2 separate regions of the Astyanax mexicanus genome follow, and region 1 is linked to region 2. The links are chromatin contacts, called in public Hi-C maps. All regions are on one chromosome and are shown on one strand. The core of a region is the stretch at or near the end of the contact, and the rest is flanking DNA. Distances in the headings are between cores, read along the strand shown. Region 1 has its middle 87 kb from the start of sema3ab. Region 2 holds the start of sema3ab (sema domain, immunoglobulin domain (Ig), short basic domain, secreted, (semaphorin) 3Ab).

Evidence for each region. A called contact is a pair of places that touch in the nucleus more often than the background predicts.
Region 1: a contact with region 2 is called in a Hi-C map of muscle, with 10 times the contacts expected there. The contact joins the enhancer-like site here to the promoter of sema3ab in region 2. A contact is called at or near these places in 2 of 3 Hi-C or Micro-C datasets (both in muscle).

What each region holds. Positions count from the first base shown.
Region 1 is chr9:16,977,642-16,981,844 of AstMex3_surface, reverse strand. No RefSeq gene overlaps it. Among protein-coding and RNA genes, the nearest start is that of sema3ab, 87 kb to the right of the region's middle. Within about 2 kb of position 1,919, the one cell type or tissue checked has an H3K27ac peak away from gene starts, as active enhancers do.
Region 2 is chr9:16,890,463-16,895,105 of AstMex3_surface, reverse strand. It overlaps sema3ab (sema domain, immunoglobulin domain (Ig), short basic domain, secreted, (semaphorin) 3Ab), which reads left to right and starts at 2,436. Exons shown (of 17, transcript XM_015606257.3): 1 at 2,436-3,196. The coding sequence starts at 3,082.

The DNA of each region.
Region 1 (4,203 bases), core at 670-3,169, 87 kb before region 2:
TTGCTTGAAGCAAAATACTGGCCCAAATGCTGGTGTGATGTTCTAGGGAGCCATTGCATATGACATTGGGTTACTCTAGTAGAGATATGAGGGACATTTAATAGCTAGGTGATATGCATGTGTTGCTTGGGAGATTTATCACCAATCGAGCATTTGAGGAACCAGGGATTTGGAGATTTATGGTATTTTAATCACTTAAATACAGTATATCCATTACATTGCACCACACATACAGCGGTGTGAAAAGGTATTTGCCACTTACAGATTTCTTTTGTTTTTGCATTTTTGTCCTACTTTTTTTTTCAGATTATCAAACAAATTGCTATATAATCAAACAAATTTAAATATAACCTCAATTTAATATACAAAGCATGTTTTAAATGATTATTTCATTTATTAAATAAAAAAAATCCAAACCAATCTGTGAAAAAGTGTTTCCCCCCATAAATCACACTTTTTGTAAAGCTGAGTTCAGTTTCACTAATCACAACCATGCCAGGTAGAATAAAAAAAAAGGATTAAAAAAGGACCTGTTTGACAACATTAAGCAGCTAAACGATCTAAAAAAAAAAAGCAACACATTATGGCCCAATCTGAATAAATTCAAAAACAGATGAGAAAACAAAGTAAAATTCTGCTGGTTCCCAGACATTCTTGAAGGAGTATGACCTTAAGCTCAGGCGTACAATGACCCAAAGCACACAAACAAGTCCACCTCTGAATGGTTTAAAAAAAAAAAAAAAAACTGAAGGTTTTGGAGTGGCCTAGTCAACGTATGATGGAGATGCTGTGGCATTATCTTAAAAATAAATTTATGCTCAAAAACCCTCCAATGCAGGTGAATTAAAACAATTCTGCAAAGAAGAGTGGACCAAAATCCCTCCACAGAGATCTGAAACACTCACTGCCGTTCATCAATAAAACTTGATTGCAGTTGTTGCTGTCAAGGGTAGCACAACCAAGTTAATAGATTTAAGAGACAAACACTTTTCACACAGGGCTAGATCAGTTTAGATTTTTTAGATTTTCCCTTTAATAAATAAAATGTTTGATAATCTGAAAAATAGCAGTATGAAAATAAAGCAAAAACAAAAGAAATTTGTAGTGGGGGGAAAATGATTGTTCATGAAACTGTATAAAGTATTCATTTGTTTTCAACAACTCCTTGTTTTTTTTTTTTTTTGTAAATGCATGTACCTTTAGTGTCAACCTTGATTCATACCTTTTTCTTGTTTCCAAAGTATGTGTAATTGGAAAACTAAAATAGTTCAAAATACAGTTTAAAGCAGCAGTTTATATGTTTTGAGCAGTTGGAAATTTAGAAACCTCTCTGATGATAATGCATAACTGCAGAGAGCATGTGGAAGAGTACTTTTAATGCATGGTTATCTAAATATTTATCTAAATGATATGTGAAATAAATTGCTCTTTATTTTATATTATATATTTTATTTGGTTTTTTTTTTTTCGTTTTGTGTATGAAATACTGTCAAACTAGAGATCAGTTACATCCAATCAACCTACCCAATCACTCTGTTTATAGATTATAGTTTATAGACTATATTAGACATTGCAGGGATGGTTGTGCCAGGACCCATCAATACTATAATTTCAGGAATACTACTCCCATCAATTTAAAGGCAAATATCTTAGGGACCACTGATTTAAAATATGTATTTAAAAATAAGAGTATTTGATTCGTTAGTCTACTATGTTGTATAGTCCTTTGCTTGTTTTTGCCAATGCCCTTGGAGTTCCTGCTCTCGTCTCCCGGAGGTGAAGGCTAGTTTTTAATGCTGACGTGTGGCAGTGGAAACCCCAGCAGTGTAAAACTGGAGAGCCCCATGGGGGGGAGCAGGGTCTCTGGACTTCATCTGAACTCCCTCAGATTGGGTTTCAGTGGCTTTGCTCAGGAACGCTCCTCAGGAAACTGCCTCCGCTGGACAAAGGTGCAGCCCCTCCCGAGAGGCCAGTGTTCCAAGGAGCTTTTTGTTGCACTTGTGGGTTCCGCTGGGCTGCGAGTGTTGGTGGCAGAGTCTGTGGATGACTGATGAAAACACACATACGCACAGGATATAAGGAGAATGGTCAATGTCACAGGAACACACTGGAGTATGAGTGCTCCCCTGTGTTCAGACCAGGAGGAGGAGGAGGAGGTCATTGTATTGCCTTTCCTCTAATTCACTGAGCCGCAGCCATACTGAATGTCCAGTCCAGGTGCATGGGGACAATGTACTGCGGTAGAAATTCCATATATGCAGAGCTTTACCTTGACTTTATAATACCTCTATTTAGAGGTTGAACTTCTCACAATGGTGGGAGAAGAAATGGACCTACTTTATGATGGAAGACATTGGGTTAGCTTATAGCAGATCATGCATAAGGGCAGGGCAGTACAGAATAAAATATGTATATTTTTACATATACAGGAAATTGCATGGAATCTTTACCAGTGGATTACAGCATTTAAAGCTTGATCTGATATGCTAAGGATTAGATTTGCATACGTTAAAGGATTCTTGAAAAACAAAGATGTCCAAATGTTGGTGGATACCCATTCAAATGAATGCATTCAGCTGCTTCAAGTTGTACTTGCCATTAATGGCTATCTAGTACCTGTAATAGAATAGAACAACTTCATGGAGCATTGTCTCCATGGTTAATGTAAGGCATGGACTAGGGTAGTCCACAGCCTCCAGCATTTACAAACAGTGGATCTGGGCACTGTGGAATGATGGAGCTCCATCCAGATTGTTTAAGAGACGTGTATAACAGTCAACGATCTCTCACCAAGAGGTACACTACCCAACGTAGCCACCAAGAGACTCTGTCAATCCGCGTGCTCCTGAAGCCTCTCTGCCAAAAGACTTAATTTCCCAGCAGCCTCAGCATTCTACATCACCCAGCTATTGACTGATTGATGTTAATCATTTCCACCTGGTCTGTCTAGTACAAGTTGCTGCGTATTATCTAGGCTGTGACCGAAATGGCTCCCTACTCCCTCATTAGTGTTGCGCTATTTAGGGAGACACTATGTAGTTCACTAAGTAGTGGTGAAACAGGAGTGAATTCGGACTATCTATCTATCCATCTATCCATCTATCCATCTATCTATCTATCTATTTTGGCGGATTTGAAACACGCTTTACCCAGTGAATTGGTTTTATCTGAATCCCGCTGTAACAATCTGGCAACCCTGCTGGCTCGCTGTCCGCTCTGTTTCTGCGGCTTTCTGTTGCTTAGTAGCGAGACCTGCAATGCATTTTGGGACACATTTAACTCGCGTAGTAAGCAGCGATGTTTACTATAAATCATGATGCATTATGGGAGTTTTTAGTGCCGTCAAAATCACGTTCTAATTCCGCCTTATGATTCGGACACTCAAAGAAAAATGGCTGACATACTCAATAGTGCCCTAACTAGTAAATAGGGAGCCATTTCGGTCACAGCCCTAGTTTTCTAGCTGTGTAGAATGTGTTTTATCCTGTCTTTTGATTCCCTGTTTTTTACTCTTTTTTTGCTTATTCCCTCTTGTTTGTTTGATTGACTGTTCCTGAACTATTCCTCCTTTTTGACTACTCTCTTGCCTACTCCCTGTTATCTGGATATTTGTACCAAACCTTGCTTTTTTATCAAACACCCCCCAGGTATGTCCATTATCTTAGCTGCCCTTTTGATTTGGACTCTGCCCGTTTTTGACTACCCCTATCTGCCTAGCTCTTTAAATAAACCCATGTTTACTCTACCAGCGTTTGTCTCACAAGGACATACTGTCTGCACACAATTTCACATAGACTGTGTAAAGCTGGACAGAGCATCCTCTCTCAAAAGTGAAGCCACCACAGGTCGGGTGCCCCCGGCTGTTTGTTTGCAGAAAGCTGTGTAACCCCACCCATCCCCATAGGTTTCAATGGCAAAACAGACAACTTTCAATCAGGTTTTTTTTCCAATATACTGTAATTCTACCTCCATTATTTAAATGCAACAGCTAGTGTAACCTCTGCTTATATTGTCAAATTTTTATATCCCCACAGAATTCGTTTTTAAAAATATTATTCAGCTCAAAAAAGGTGTGGTTATTAAAAAAGAGCTGGTTATGGGCGGGACCAATAACAGACGTCAGCTCCGCACCTCTCTGCAGCCTGTGACCTCGAGGCAGCCCTCAGGGGCGGGGTTATTCAAATGAGTAGGCGGTCTCTCCAC
Region 2 (4,643 bases), core at 1,187-3,686:
GTAATGCTTTACTACTTTTTTTAAAGACTTATGTACTTACAGTACAGCTCAAGCACCCTTAAAGTAAAGTGTTAGCAAAGTTATTTAACATTACTATGTCTTTTAGCTGATTGTTGTGCAGCATTTGTCCCTATTGATGACACACACTTTAACACACACACCAGTTGGTTCTTCGGGGGCTGGGGGGTCACAGGGGCTTCTGTTTAGTGATCACTATGTGATGTTTCCAGTTTCTTGTCTTACTCTCTGCTCTCGTAAATCTGACTTTATGAACATGGCTCCTGTCAGCAACGCACTTATTTAGAACTGTTCATGTGTTGCACCATATTAAAATCCAATTACTCCAGTATTCCTGCCCTGCCCATGATACAGGGCAGCAGTGCCAGTCAAATAATCCACCCCTGCTGTGCCAAATGGAAATGTGAGGAGGGAAGTGGTGCGGTGGGTCGAGATCAGCGTGCCACTCCACCAGAGCTTTGCAGTAATACGGCGGTAATAGGAAAAGATTGAACAGGAAGTTTCGGCATTAGGCTAAACTCACTGTCTATCACAGTGAGAGAGTATGAGTGTGTGTGTGTGTGTGTGTGCGTGTGTGTTGAGGGAGGTGGGCGGGTGGGGGATTGAGTGGATAAGGGATAAGGGGAGTCTGGGAGAATAAGCTGTGTCAGTGTGAGTGTGGGAAATGGGTTAAGCAGCAGCTATCAGTGTCAATCACACACCCAGACACAGGTACACAGTTTAAACTGTACACCACATACCACCCACTTTCTTTCTTTCTTTCTTTCTTTCTTTCTTTCTTTCTTTCTTTCTTTCTTTCTTTCTTTCTTTCTTTCTTTCTTTCTTTCTTTCTTTCTTTCTTTCTTTCCATAAAGGTGCTGGACATTACTACCCTGACTCTCTCTCTCTCCATCTCTCTCTCTCCCTCTCTCTCTCTCTCTCTCTCTCTCTCTCTCTTCCTGTCTTCACCTCGTGTGGCGAGGCAGGCTAAAAATAAGTATCTGATGTGAGGGTGGAGCTGAGCAGGAGCTTCAGGAGTTTCTCTTTTAGTCCAGAAGCAGGACAGGACAGTAAGAGAAGACAAAAGAACACACAGCTCAATTTACACGGTAAATGTATGTAAGAATAGAAAAACATTATGTTTGTCCTTTGGTGTCTCCTGGAGACCTCGTAATTTATGTACACTACAGTACAGTGCAGATATTATAGGCATCAGTGACTATTTAAACATAAATAGTAGAATAAATACTAGTGTTAATACTAATAATATTAGTACTACTCTGAATAATAATAACAATACACTTTATTTGGTCAACACCTTTCATAATCCACATATTCAGCTTAAGAGTACAACAATAAAACATATACATTACAAAATATATAAAACAAGTATATATAACATACAGCTCAACAATTTACAACATTTGCACGATAATTTTACATTTGCATTTTGCTGTTCACATGACAGCTCTTGTCCACTGGTGGCTCTGGTGTGCCAAATACACAAATAAACTTCTCTGAGATGTACTTGAAGAAGAATTGAGGAAACAGTGTCATTGCAGCTACATTCATTTTGCTTTTATGTTGTGTTGTTGAGCTGAGAAAGCTGAGAAAGTAATGGATAAATGGAAGTAGATGGAAATGCCTGCCATACCATTCATTTTATTGGATAAATCTTAAAGAACCCTCCTTTGTAAAACTGTTTGCAATGATATTTAGCCTTTGTGTGCCAGTAAGAGGTTTATTACAATTTACTATATAGGCGTTAAAATATATAATTGCTGTCACTTAAAACCTCTTGTCTCATACATGGCAACTTCACAGCAGAAGGAAAGAAGAAAAGTTTTTAACAGTCAATGGACGTAATTTTGGAACATGCTACATTTATTGGTCTATTCAGAATAAAATTTTTACACAATGTTTTTGGATTAAAAGCAGAAATATGTTCATATACACTATATGAAATGGAAAAGTACTGGGACATTTCAGCATAAAGATGGCAAAGATGTGTTTAGCTTTTTATGGTTGTCCATGTGAGTGGAGTTTATACAAATTATATTTAAAAAAAAACAATTGTTAGTGTTCTGTAATGTATTTTTTTATATATATATTTGTTTAACCAATCAAATTTCAGATGGTATAAATGTGATCTGCAGTGTTAAGCGTCACATCATTGCAGTTTACATTATAATTGTTGTGTAAAGGTTGATAGGGAATCGGAGAGTGAAGCACTTCAGTCAGGGAATTTTACAACAGCTTGACAAAATGAATAGGAAGAGAGGGATTTAAGTGGAAAATTGTGTGTGTGTGTGTGTGTGTGTGTGGGTTGGGGGGTGCGTGGGGGGTTGTTGTGTCAGGCGGAAAAAAGAAAACTACCTACAGGATCCTCTCAATAAAGACCACCCCCCCTCCTCTCTCTCTCTCTCTCTGTCGCCCAAGCTCTCTCAGCTGGCTCCACTCTCCCTTCGTCTGTGCATGGTGTGGACTTGTGTGCGCTGAGCTGAGCTTCTACGGGGCAGAGTGTGTGAGGGAGGGAGAGAGAGAGAGAGAGAGAGAGAGAGAGAGAGAGAGAGAGTGGTGGAGTTCAGTTTAGTCTCAGTGCGCTTTCAGTCGAGCTGCTACTTTAGACAGTTCAAGAGGAGAGAGGGAAGAGAAAGAGAAGAGGACTGAGTAGATAAACACCCTCAAGGCTTGGATAGAACACACTTACACTTACACACACACACACACACACACACACACACACACACACACACACACTCACTCACTCACTTACATACAACAAACACACACACATGCAAACACATAGTCACAGAAGAGAATGGTCAGTTTCAGTGCCGGTGTGTGAAGAGAGTGTGTGTGCCGCCTGCTTCACTACGAGGGATGTGATCACCATGTGCCGCCACACACACGCTCATACTGACTGACCACACACTTTCCCACCAACACTCACATACACACGCGTACACACCTGCTCCACCCTCAGGTGCTGCTGCTCTGATCTGGACTCATCTGGTGCTGTTTGTAGCCGCTCTCTACTACTGGAGGCCTGGGGACTGGACAGCGCAGTGCCAGGGGGTCACCATGGACTACCTGTGGGGGCTGGTTGTGCTGCTGTTTGGGCTCAGCGTGCCCCGGAGAGGAGCGGACGCCCGGCAGGTCAAGAACAACGTGCCCAGGCTCAAGCTCTCCTATAAAGGTGGGTGATCTGACTTGACCACTGCTTACTTACTTACTTACTTACTTACTGTTACTGTTGCTGCTGCTGTTGCTGCTGCTGTTTTTTTGGGCTTAATTCTAAGTTCTGCTGAAGGGTTAAAGTAGAGAAAGCTGGTTTTCAAGAGTAGTTAAGACCTAAAATCTGATTTATCAGAGTAAAATCGGATTATTTTACTTTTCCATTCACATAGTGTGAACAGCTTGTGGTAGTTTTTTAGAAGTGCTCTGAATTACATTAAAGATAATGTTCTAATAATGCCTTAAATACCTTAAAATTAAGGTGATGTTTTTTCTTTCTCTTACATGTTTGGAGATATAAGGTTTTGTTACATTGATGATGTGTTTATACTCTCAAAAATAAAAGGGGCTTTAAGTGGTTCTTTTGGCCATTTCATAGGAATAACACTTTTTTTGGATGTAATTAAGATAATAGATCAATAGTCCATTAATAGATATAGAGAATAGAGTGTGCTTTAGAGAAGCTTTAGATTTAAGGTTATTGTTCTTTATAGCATCAAATCTCTATTTTTTTTTAATGTGGTTTCATCTCTTCCCATGAGTAACCATATATCAAAAAATTCTCTATTTTGTGATAAATCAATTATTTTCTTCTTTTTAATATATATTTGACTACTTATTTACATGAAACAATCCTTATTTAGACTTATATAATTTCTTTATTCATGACATGAATCACTTAAAAGAATATAATATATCTTTAAATAGTAAAGAAAGTATCTAAATTGGGAAATGGTTGATATATTGTTATTTGTTATTCGGAAAGCCTACTTTTTTAGTATCCACAATTAAAATAATACGTTTATAATTATTACATTTTAGGCATGCTTAAAGGGCTGTGATTTTAAATGGATCTGAATGGAATAGTTTTAAACTTGTTTGTTGAAGCTTAAAACAATATATTGGAGTGTTTGTTGAATTGTGAATGTGTGTGTGTGTGTGGTTGGTTTTGGCTGTTGCTCTCTGTTCCACTTCACCACGAGCTGAAAATACAGAAGATTCACACTCTGTTATCTCATTATGGTGGGATTGGGTCTGAGAGCCCATGCTATGAAACTTGATCAGAACTGATGCTGTGAAATATTTACAAATGCTGTGAAATATTTACAAATATTTCTACATTCTATTTACAAAACAAATTACATTCACTGTGTATATGTGTTACATGTGGGTACAGAGACAATTCATTTGTACTGTATGCTTGAAAGCTTTGGGCACAAGGCAGATGTAGTCACTAGACTAGATGCCCAGAGTCCATCATCTTAGTATATTATGATCACCTCCTTGTTTCTACAAATTTCTGCTTTAGCTCCTCAGAGCACGAAACCGTATTTAGTTCTGTATCTGTTTCTTTAAATACTTTATTAACCTCCTTTTACCCTGTTCCTCAATGGTCAGGACCATAGAGG